Linked DNA regions of Zea mays: region 1 is linked to region 2. The links are chromatin contacts, called in public Hi-C maps. All regions are on one chromosome and are shown on one strand. Each heading gives the region's core, a stretch centred on a gene start, on an enhancer-like site or on the middle of the called end of the contact. The rest is flanking DNA. Distances are from core to core; before and after follow the strand shown.

Region 1 (5,034 bases), core at 2,107-4,606, 170 kb after region 2:
CAACAACAATTCTAAAAAAGGTGAAAGAGATGTTGATCATTCATAAAAAATCATTCGAAACAAATACTTACTTTAATTTAAATACTATCGTTTGGAGTATTTTCTTCTCCAATCCACTTCATGTGGTTCTAATATAGCTAGGGGAAAGGGGGTATCTCTTCATGAGAGTCCATTCATAGTGCCAATAATTTACTTCTTGCATGTTTGACAATAAACTTACATTGGTACAAACCAAGTCGGTGTGACTTCATTTGACAATTTAGACGACCTAAATTGGATATGATACATGCATGCAATGATGCAACTTAGATAAGATGTTATGCACATCACAAGCAACAAGATGACCTTCTAGGGTTCGTATGAATGGTTATTGTTGTTTATATGCTAGTGTTAGACTTCTTATCAAATATTTTCAACTAGGTCAATAGAATTATCGACCATATGTCCACGTCATGAAACTTTGCATATTTATTGATCGACGTAAAAGTCAGCGATTTTAAATCAGCAACAATTATATGCCACACCTTAATCGACTTCTTGTCGGCGACTACCAGTCAACAACAATGGTGTATTCATATGTCATGTGGAGACAATACTTAAAGTTGCCCATATTTTTGTATTTGAAATATATATATGCACAAAGCACTTACAATCCTATAAGTGGTCTTTGCTTCACGTGAAATTCAATAGCCATGAAAAATATAATTGCACTATTTCATAAATGTATTGCATAAATGTAATATATAATACCATAAAAATACCTTTAGTTCCATGATCCTTTTATGACATCATCAATGCTTACGTGTGTATCTTTGCAATTTTCATAATTTCTGAAACACTTCTTATTATTTCGGATATCTTGGATGTTATTATCCATACATTCGGGAAAATGCTCGATATTCTTTTGAGAAAATAAAATTTGAGTCCATTACTTCATGTAGGACTTCCATAGTATGTAATGCACTTTTTGCTAATATGCACTACATACAATGTGCTTCATATCATATGGACATGATGCAATGTGGAATGCTTCATGTGATATTCTTTCTAGGTATTTTCATTATGTGCTTCAAGATTTACTTCTTGTAAATTTAGAATATTAAGTATTCTAGGCCTTCGTCCATTTTTCTTAAAACATTACTAAAAACTATATACATCTATAAAATGAGGAAAATTACTTCTTGTAATTTCCTATGGCACTTTAAATATGAATTCATAAATCATAATTATAATAACATGCTAAGTAAATAGTACAATATATAAATGCATAAATAGGGAACAATTCTGATCCCAACTTATTTATATTGCATGAAAATATTTCTTATATTTTCAGCATGGTTATTCTTGAACTTTTTCTATAATTCAAGAGGTGCTGTTGAAAACTTTTTTTATGGTTCATAGTGTGCTTTTGATAAAGTTCATAAAACATTTTAGGCCTGATAGGCCCATTTCAGCCCACGAGAAGGAACATCATTAGGTTTTTTCTAGGCAGCTGCCGTCATTACCTATTTCTCTCTCCTTCCTTCTTTTTTCCTTTACTGCAGAGTGGCGTTCCTTCCTTTTTTTTTTTCTCTCTTTCGTCTTCTCTGTTCAAACGAAAAGGCCAGGGCGGTGGCTGCTGCTCGCCCGTGTGCCCGTGGTGGCCACGACAGCACACCCGCGCGCCTGCTCGCCAGATGGCGTGGCTGCGACGCGTGCGCTGCGGGGCCACTTACCCGCGCGGGGCTGCTCGCGTTCTGATGGCAGCGAGGCGGCGTTAACGTGCGCGCCTTCGGGCTGGGTTGCAAGGTTACGGTGTTCGCGTGCCCGCGAGGTGGCCGCGGCAAAGCCCGCGTGCCCGATGGAGCGACGACGTCCCCGAGGAGCCCCTTCATGGCAATCGTATACAGAGAAGAAGATGTCGACCATGGCTGCTGGCTCTTGGCAGCGCTTCTTACACACGGCGCGCGCGAGTCAAGGCTCTGCGACGACGTTCTCATGTACGTCGTGAAGTCACGATGATGGCTGCGTGCCAGATTTGTTTTCTTCTTTTTCTATTGTGTTCCTTTAAAAACTTCTTACTGCTGCGGAAGTTAGAAAGATGTTCAAAGGAAATGTGAAAACTTATTACTACCGATGAATTTACCTTCGTACTGTCTTGTGAACTCTAGATTGCAAGAGCTATCGTGCTGATAACGTGTTAATGACCCTTTGCTACCGAATATAGTCCAAAGACTGCTTAACGCATAAACATAGGAGACACAAAGATATAAGAGGAACTGATATTCTCATTCATATATTCTGTTCACTTGATACAATATATAGTGGTGTGCTCCTCAATAGATAGTGTAAAGTTAGGGTTATAGCTAGATGGGCCACCAAACTGGTTTCTTAAGACTGTCTCCAACAAGAAACGCTAAAGCGTTCTGAACTCTATATTTAGCATTTCTCCACCAACTTTATCGCTCCAACAACGAACGCTATATGGTCCTCTATAATAGCGGAGGTTCTCAGCACCCGCTAAGTGTAGCGAACTTTTTTGGTCCGCTATCATTGACGCGAATGCTAGCAGCGGACGACCACTAGTGGACAGCAGCAGACGACCACCAGCATGGCGTCGGCTGCCAGCAGCAGCCACCAGCAAACTACCGTTGTACGACTAGAAAAGGAGCAAACCATTCGTCGGCCAGTACTTGAAAAAGCAAAACAAAGGAAGAAACAAAATGAGATCTTCTATATGGCATGGAGAAGAGAATGATTTATGAATTTGTTTGGTATTTATAGTTATTAAAAATATTCATTAATGTATAATTAAAAATCGATTTGCAATATGTAAACAACCCAATATTTTGTTAAACATCACAGCTGTAATACCTTATATTAATATTAATATAATCGTGGAAATGTAGAAGATGTGATATAGAGGATGAAATTTAGAGGACGTTGCTGGAGGCTCAGAAGATATAGAGGATAGAATCTTTTAGAGTGTGCTGTAAAGGACAGAGAATATTTCTTTATGGGATGAAATTTAGGGGACGTTGCTGGAGACAGCCTAACCGTTTTAATAAGCCTTAGGGGGTGTTTGGGAACAAAGTTTTTCTGCAGGTTTGGAAGAATACTGCAGTATTCTCAAATACTACAGTATTATATACATAATGGTGTTTGGCAAGCTAGGTAAAATATCTGTTTTCAAAACTGAAGTATTGCAAATACTATAGTTGTTTTAAGGCATTCTAAACTTAGCTCTGGACCTCAGTTTTCAAAACTGCGGTATTATAAACTACGATATTGTTATAACTAAAATATAGTATAGTATTTCAAAAACTATAGTTTTCAAAAACTTTGTTCCCAAACAGGGCCTTACTTCCAAACACAGGCACACAGCCGTGTCCTCCGGACTCTCGGGGTCTCCCGACGTCGACTCGTCCTCGGTTTCCCTCCATGCCCTCAAGGCCTCAATCTATCCTCGGGCTGTCCGCTGTCCCCTTCCCGCGTCGAAACCCTAGCTCGTCACCTCGCCGCCGTGCTGTCCGCTGTCCTAGTCCGCGGCTCCGCGCCCCATCTCTCTTGCCGTCGCATCTGATGTTCTTCTCCCGCAACGCATTCCGCGACCTGGACCCCATCGACTCGCCGGCCTCCATGGCGTCCTCGAAGAAGGTTGCGACCCGTGACGAGTGGGAGCGGAAGCTTCGCGACGTCAAGATACGCAAGGAGGACATGAACCGCCTCGTCATGAACTTCCTCGTCACTGAGGGCTTCGTCGACGCCGCCGACAAGTTCCGCATCGAGTCCGGCACCCAGCGTATTACACGCTTCACTCTTCCGCTGTTGAACTTCTGGGAAATTCGTTTGAATTTTTTATTTTATTTTTGCAGCGGAGATTGACCTAGCGATCATCGCGGATCGAATGGAGGTTAAGAGAGCAGTACAGTCGGGTAATGTTCAGGAAGCGATCGAGAAGATCAACGATCTTAACCCCACGGTTCGATTCTGTCTATGTTCCTAGCAAAATTAGTTCGAATAACGGCCGAGACGTACTTTGTTGTGGAAGATCTCCAAGTAGGTTGTGGTTGCTGGGTTGTACAGATCTGGTTTTCATCCTCCTGTAAGTCTGAAATAGATGTGGTCAAGTAGAGAAGCACTCAGTTCTGCAATGTGGTTAACTTGGATGTACTGTCACCACGTTTGTCTTTGTCAGCAATTTAGAGCCACAACTAGTTTATAATACAGGAAGGGGATCCTTTCCCAATCTAATTTGATGACCTCTCGTGTTTGGAGAGTATGCATGAGCTTCATTTGTATCGAATGATATGATTCTGATTTGATCATCAGTACTTATGGTTATTATTCTACTCTTTAGATTAGTTGTCCACGTTTTGCCACACTTTATTGTTCAAATAGGAGCTGGAAATTCCTGTTGAGCAGATTGCAGTTTTGAACATATTTGTAACCGGTAGGCGGTAGAACTTAAATTGCGTCTACAAAACACACATTAGTCACAACAATCTTGTATTGTTATTAATTATAAAAACCACTGAGGGCCTAGATGCTTTTAGTTGTCAAGTCAAGTGGATGCAAGAGGGCTTGGTGATCGAGAAGTCAAGGATAAGGAGTGACACACTCAAGATCATGGACGAAGCATAACATATATGAGACTCTAGCTGGGTTTGGTGGTTTTGACCTCAGAACTACAAGTGGGGTAAGTTTGTGGGGGTTTAGGCTTCAAAACCCAAGGGAGTATATTGGGGTGGCACATGTCATCATCAAAGAGCCTATGTCAAGGCAAAGCTACTTCATGAAGTGATTGTGGTCGTCCGATTTTAGGATTTCAATCTGGACTACTTTGCCTCTAAGTTTATCTATTGGGATCATCTTGGAATGCATAATATCCCTACAAATAAGGATAAAGGTTGTCCAAGATAGCTATCTCTCCCATCTATACTAGTGAGAATATTTTCGACGGTCAAACATTTAAATTTAGTTTTTGGGGCCTAACGTATTCGGGTTACACTATAATTTAGTACTGTATGACGTAATTATGTTTATCTTATTTGT
Region 2 (5,577 bases), core at 1,938-4,437:
GATTATATAACACAACAAATTTTGAACCAACACTTAATTCAAATTTTGTTGGATTATATAATCTGGGCAGATTATAATCCCAAACAAACACCCGCAAAGTGTATATAATATGAAATCTAACCTCAGATGATTAAGATTCACAAGATGGCTGGTGCATGAATGGAGATTGGGATGAAAAATCCTAGCAGATGTTGCAAATGTGCCAATGAGGGTGACGATGAGATAGCATGGAGGTTTGGCTGTTAGGGACACTTCAGTGTCAAATCTGTTTACGATGGTCTGAATTCAAATGAAACTAGTCCATTTCATAAGAAAATATTGAAAGGAAAATTCCAGCTAGAAGAAAAATCTTTCTCTAGCTAACACTGAATAATGCAACTTTGACAATGCTAATATGATTAGAAGTGGCTTGGTGATCCTACCTGCTACTTTTGCATTTGTAACGAATCTGTTTCTCATCTTTTGTTCCAGTATAGTGTAGCTGGGCAATTAATGCAAAGTACAATGGTGCTACAAATGTACCTAGATATTTTGAACAATGTTGGTTATGGGTTCAAAAATGGCTCCCATCTGGAAAAAAGGTTCCATGCTGTAGGGATTGCTGCTATTTGCTGGACAATATGAAAAACAAATGACAAACTAAGCTTTGAAGACAAATATGTGACCCTGCTACTATTTTTTACAGGGAACATAAAAAGTGTACCTGCGACACCTTTGGTGCACATGGTACAGATATTAAATTGCGACAATTCATTCTGGATCCAACACCCTCCCCAACAGTCCTCTCGCTACACTGTATATTTTTGCAAAAACACTCTACACCACTTCTACCCTGATCTGTGAACAAAGGGAGGTTGTGAGAGGACGTTGGATCTAAAATGGATGGTCTTGATCTTGATTTAATATATGCACCAAAGTTCTATGAGCACCTAATATGTTCCTTTTTTATATGCATGCGCGTTCATGGGAAAAGATCCCAAGGCACTAATGTGTAATGAGTGATGCATGGGAAGGATAAAAGGAAAGGGTGGAATATACCCAAAGATTTAGGGTCTGTTTAGTTCGTGTCTAACTGTGCCACACTTTGACTAAGGTTAGTCGTTCGAATTGAGGGCATGTTTGGGTCCCTGCCTAACTTGCCACACTTTGCCTAACTTTTCTGCCTAAGGTTAGTTCTTCAATTTAAACGACTAACATTAGGCAAAGTGTGGCGTAGTTAGCCACGAACCAAACAGGCCCTGAATAACTAACATTAGGCAAAAAAAGTTAGTCAAAGTGTGGCAAGTTAGCTGCACTTAGTCTTGAATAAGAATATATGGAAAACAGTTATCCATGTGGCTGAACCTTGACAGATGGTTTCTGTTGGGTTTCGGTATCTGTTGGGTTTCAACTCTAGCCTACCCCGACTTGTTGTGACAAGATGGCTCTGGTTGAAGGCGTCAATAAAATGCTAAATATTGTGGTGAGGCTCCTTAGCAAGAAGCGAACAACAGTTGCCGCAGGACAAGGATGGATATAATCAGAAGAACTGACAAAGTTCTGGGCTGATGCTGATTGATGTTCTTTTAGGCCTTGTTTTGGTACACATATTCACCTCAATCCACATGGGTTGTAGTGGTTAGTTTAAAACCCACACCAAACCAATCCAACCCACATGGATCGAAGTGGATACATGCACATTTAAAAGCCCTCAGTTGTTTTGCGATCTGGTGGTTGTCTTGCAAGTTCTAGCAGTTGTACTGTTTTTGGAAAGACTTATGATGGTTTAGGGTCTGTTTGGTTGGGCTGTGGCTGTGAAAAAAGTTGTTGTGGGCTGTGAGCTGTGAAAAAAGCTGCTGTAGGTTGTGAGCTGTTAAAAAGCTAAAAACCGTTTGGTGGAAACCACTAAAAGTCGTTAAAAATTCTTCGATATATGTTTTCACAGTTCCATCCGAAAAGCCACTAAAAGCAGGTCCAGGGGTGCTTTCAGATTTGCACTACGAGAAAGCCGGCTTTTAGAAAAAGCTGCTTTCTGGATCCAGCCCTTTGGTTAGCTTTTGGCTTTTAGGGGGGCAAAAGCCAAAGCCAAAAGTCAAACCAAACACACTCTTAGACCTTCTGTTACGTTACTACTCTCTCTTGTGATTCTTAGGATTCAGGCGTCTTGTGGTGGTAAGGATAGCTAGCTGGTCTCTGACGTTAATTTCGTAATTCAAATGTGGAATCCTCTCAGTTCGAAAAAAATATCTTTCCTACATTAGTTCCTGCAGAAGTAAATGCACGTGTGGTTATCAATTCCACATTCGATGCAAAGTTACCACAAATAATCCTCGTCGCTATAATTCGAGATGACGTTTTCGAACAATAATATTAGGGAAATTTGGATCCATATCATTAAAAGATCACCACTTTGGATCCATACCATTACTATCTCACTTACATGTGGGTCCACATGAGTCAATGACATGTGGGGTCCATGGTATATATCTAAAGTTTGGATCTTTTAATGGTATAGATCCAATTGTTCCATAATATTAGCAAACTTTCCATTCGGGGTGACAGAAGTGTTAAAAAGGTGAAGGCGTAGGTGGTGACTTACTTGCGGCAGATCATCTTGTCCTGGTTGTACTTGCGAGCGAGCGCCTGCAGCGAGGGCTCAATGATGCCACCGCGGAGCCTAAGCACGAGGTGAAGCGTAGACTCCTTTTGGATGTTATAGTCCGCAAGGGTGCGGCCATCCTCCAGCTGCTTCCCGGCAAAGATCAGCCGCTGCTGGTCCGGCGGGATCCCTATGGAATGGAACAAACACAGCCTCTTAGCGCCTGCGCTACATGCTAGTAATACTATTGCTACCAAAAGATGGGCTGGCGCGCTCGCGTACCTTCCTTGTCCTGGATCTTGGCCTTGACATTGTCGATGGTGTCGCTGCTCTCGACCTCGAGGGTGATGGTCTTCCCTGTCAGCGTCTTCACGAAGATCTGCATCTTGTCGGACCTGGGCTTTCTCCGGGCTGCTGTGATTGCTGCGGCGGCGGCTTCTCCCTCTCCGAGGAATAGGACGGCGGCGGCGTGGCGTGCGGTGTTTTTATACGTGGTTGCGGCAGCGGTTTTAGGGTTTCGTTGAGTGATATGGGCCGTTCAAAATCGGGCAGTGCGTTTTGCTTTGTGCTCTTCGGCCCATTGGATATGGTGGACAGGGACAGCCATTGATTTGTATTTTAGATTTCTATTGATCCTCTCTCTCTCTCAAATGAAAATTTGATTTTCACTCTCTCGCGGTAATAAAAAGTACTGATAATAAGACCATGATTTCCTACAGTTTTTTACTATAATTTTATACGGTTGGATGCATAGAACTCGCTAGCGTCAGCAGCACGACTGTGCGGGGGAAACCAAATCCTTAACGACACTTGGAGCGCGCCATCTGGTAATTCTTGAAGCTTAAACAGAGACGAAGTCTTGGTTTTAGCATTAACCTACTCCTCCACCTGAAGTCTTCGCGGATCATTGAAGCGAGTGAAAAGGGCACGGAAGTATCAACATCGCCAACGCATATTCATACGTACTTTTGAAATATCTTATGCGATTAGTTGTGCAATGGGTGCAATTTAATCGTCTATAACGACAATCCACCGCACACTGCAGGATGAACAGGACCGTTTCCTCGTCGCCTCTGCAAAACAGAGACCCTTTCTGATGAATAACCAGCACGCGTTGCCCGGAGTGAGTCCCCGCGCACGGCTGCATCAATGTCCGTGCCGGGAACATGTCAAAACCTCGCTTGCTTGCACTGCGTTACTATAAAGTAGAACCATCGCCATGCCCCGATCCACCCACGACACACAGAGACAGAGGTCAGGTCACCACTACTAGCTAGCTAGGCAGAGCCAGCAATAAACCTCGCTGCGCAATCGACAGAGGTTTGGAAGACAATCTCTGCGCAAATGGCGTTCCCGACGGCGATGGCAGCAGTGGCCGTAGCCCTGTGCGCGGCGTTCGCGCTCGCGGCGCTCGGCGGCGCCGAGGCGCAGCAGCTCAGCCCGGCGTACTACGACGACTCGTGCCCGCACGTCTACGACACGGTGCGGCGCGTGATCCAGGAGGCGCGCGCCTCCGATCCGCGCATCCTCGCCAGCCTCCTTCGTCTCCACTTCCACGACTGCTTCGTCAATGTATGTGCCCATGCATGGGGCTACGCTAACTTATTCCTCAGTTGGTCTGGTCGCCGTGTGCTAATGGATCTGGCTCTGAACGTCGCTCGATTGACCGTGTCGTGCTCATGCAGGGCTGTGACGCGTCGCTGCTGCTCGACGAGACCCCGACGATGCGCAGCGAGAAGGAAGCCAACCCCAACAAGGGCTCTGCGCGAGGGTTCCCCGTGGTGGACGACATCAAGGCCGCCCTAGAGAACGCCTGCCCAGGCGTCGTTTCCTGCGCCGACGTCCTCGCCCTGGCAGCCGAGGTCTCCGTTGAGCTGGTCAGTCCCCTGACACGACATGCGTGTACAGACGGTGTGCGACAACGCACATGAAGCTGCCGTCGATGGAGAGCAACTGCGACACTGCGGTTAGGGATTGCTGCTAATACCGTCTTTTCTGACCGGATATGGTTTGAACAGGCAGGAGGTCCGTACTGGAGGGTGATGCTGGGCCGGACGGACGGCATGGCGGCCAACTTCGACGGTGCCCAGAACCTTCCAAACCCGACGGAACCGCTGAACGATCTGAAGCAGAAGTTCGCCGACCTCGGCCTCGACGACACCGATTTTGTGGCCCTCCAAGGTATTCCACTTCAGCCAGCACACATGGAAACGACACGCCAACAGCTAGCCGATCTTCTTGTGGCGGCGCGCGCGCGTGCTGAACTTAGAATGATGCGCCTCGTTGCGTATGCAGGGGCACACACGATCGGCCGCGCCCAGTGCAGGTTCTTCCAGGACAGGCTCTACAACTTCAGCGACACGGAACGGTCGGACCCGACGCTGGATAGGTCCTACCTCGCCGCGCTCCGGGAGAGCTGTCCGGCGGCGGTGAGCGACAACACGTGCCTGAACAACCTGGACCCGGCCACGCCGGACACGTTCGACAACCGCTACTACGCCAACATCCTCAGCAACCGCGGCCTGCTCAGGTCCGACCAGGCCATGCTCTCCGCGCCGGAGGAGGGCGCGGTGTCCACCGCGCCGATCGTCGGGCGGTTTGCCAACAGCCAGGTCGAGTTCTTCCAAAGCTTCGCCACGGCCATGGTCAAGATGGGGAACATCGCGCCAATGACCGGGGGGCTCCGGGAGGTCAGGAGAAACTGCAGGGTGGTGAACTGAAGCTGCTGGTTCTGTTCTCTTTGTAGTTTGTTCATCGATGCTCATCCAACATGTAAATTCATGATTTTTTTCCTACATAATTGTTTTGAGTTGGTAATATGTAATGAAGCAACGTTTTCTTGAGAGAGAATTGTCTCGGTCTTTTTTGAAGCACGCACAAAGTTTTTCTAGAAAAAAGAATTGTTCAAGAGTATTCACTCTATTTCAAAATATTAGTCGGTTTAGCTCTAAATTTCTATATTCATATTCATATAGATGATTATAAACTTATATATATAA

Evidence for each region. Hi-C and Micro-C count contacts between places; a contact is called where the count stands out from the background.
Region 1: a Hi-C map of leaf mesophyll shows a contact between it and region 2, with 2.2 times the contacts expected there. The contact joins the promoter of LOC103633279 here to the promoter of LOC103633261 in region 2. A contact is called at or near these places in 7 of 25 Hi-C or Micro-C datasets (bundle sheath, ear, endosperm and 3 more).

What each region holds. Positions count from the first base shown.
Region 1 is chr1:31,372,950-31,377,983 of Zm-B73-REFERENCE-NAM-5.0, forward strand. LOC103633279 (protein GID8 homolog) reads left to right here and starts at 3,357. Exons shown (of 5, transcript XM_008654983.3): 1 at 3,357-3,781; 2 at 3,855-3,961. The coding sequence starts at 3,421.
Region 2 is chr1:31,202,406-31,207,982 of Zm-B73-REFERENCE-NAM-5.0, forward strand. LOC103633261 (ubiquitin-60S ribosomal protein L40-1) reads right to left here and starts at 3,188. Exons shown (of 4, transcript XM_008654966.3): 1 at 2,861-3,188; 2 at 2,579-2,768. The coding sequence starts at 2,963. It overlaps LOC103633271 (peroxidase A2), which reads left to right and starts at 3,627. Exons shown (of 4, transcript XM_008654973.4): 1 at 3,627-4,150; 2 at 4,264-4,455; 3 at 4,597-4,759; 4 at 4,874-5,508. The coding sequence starts at 3,923. The coding sequence ends at 5,298.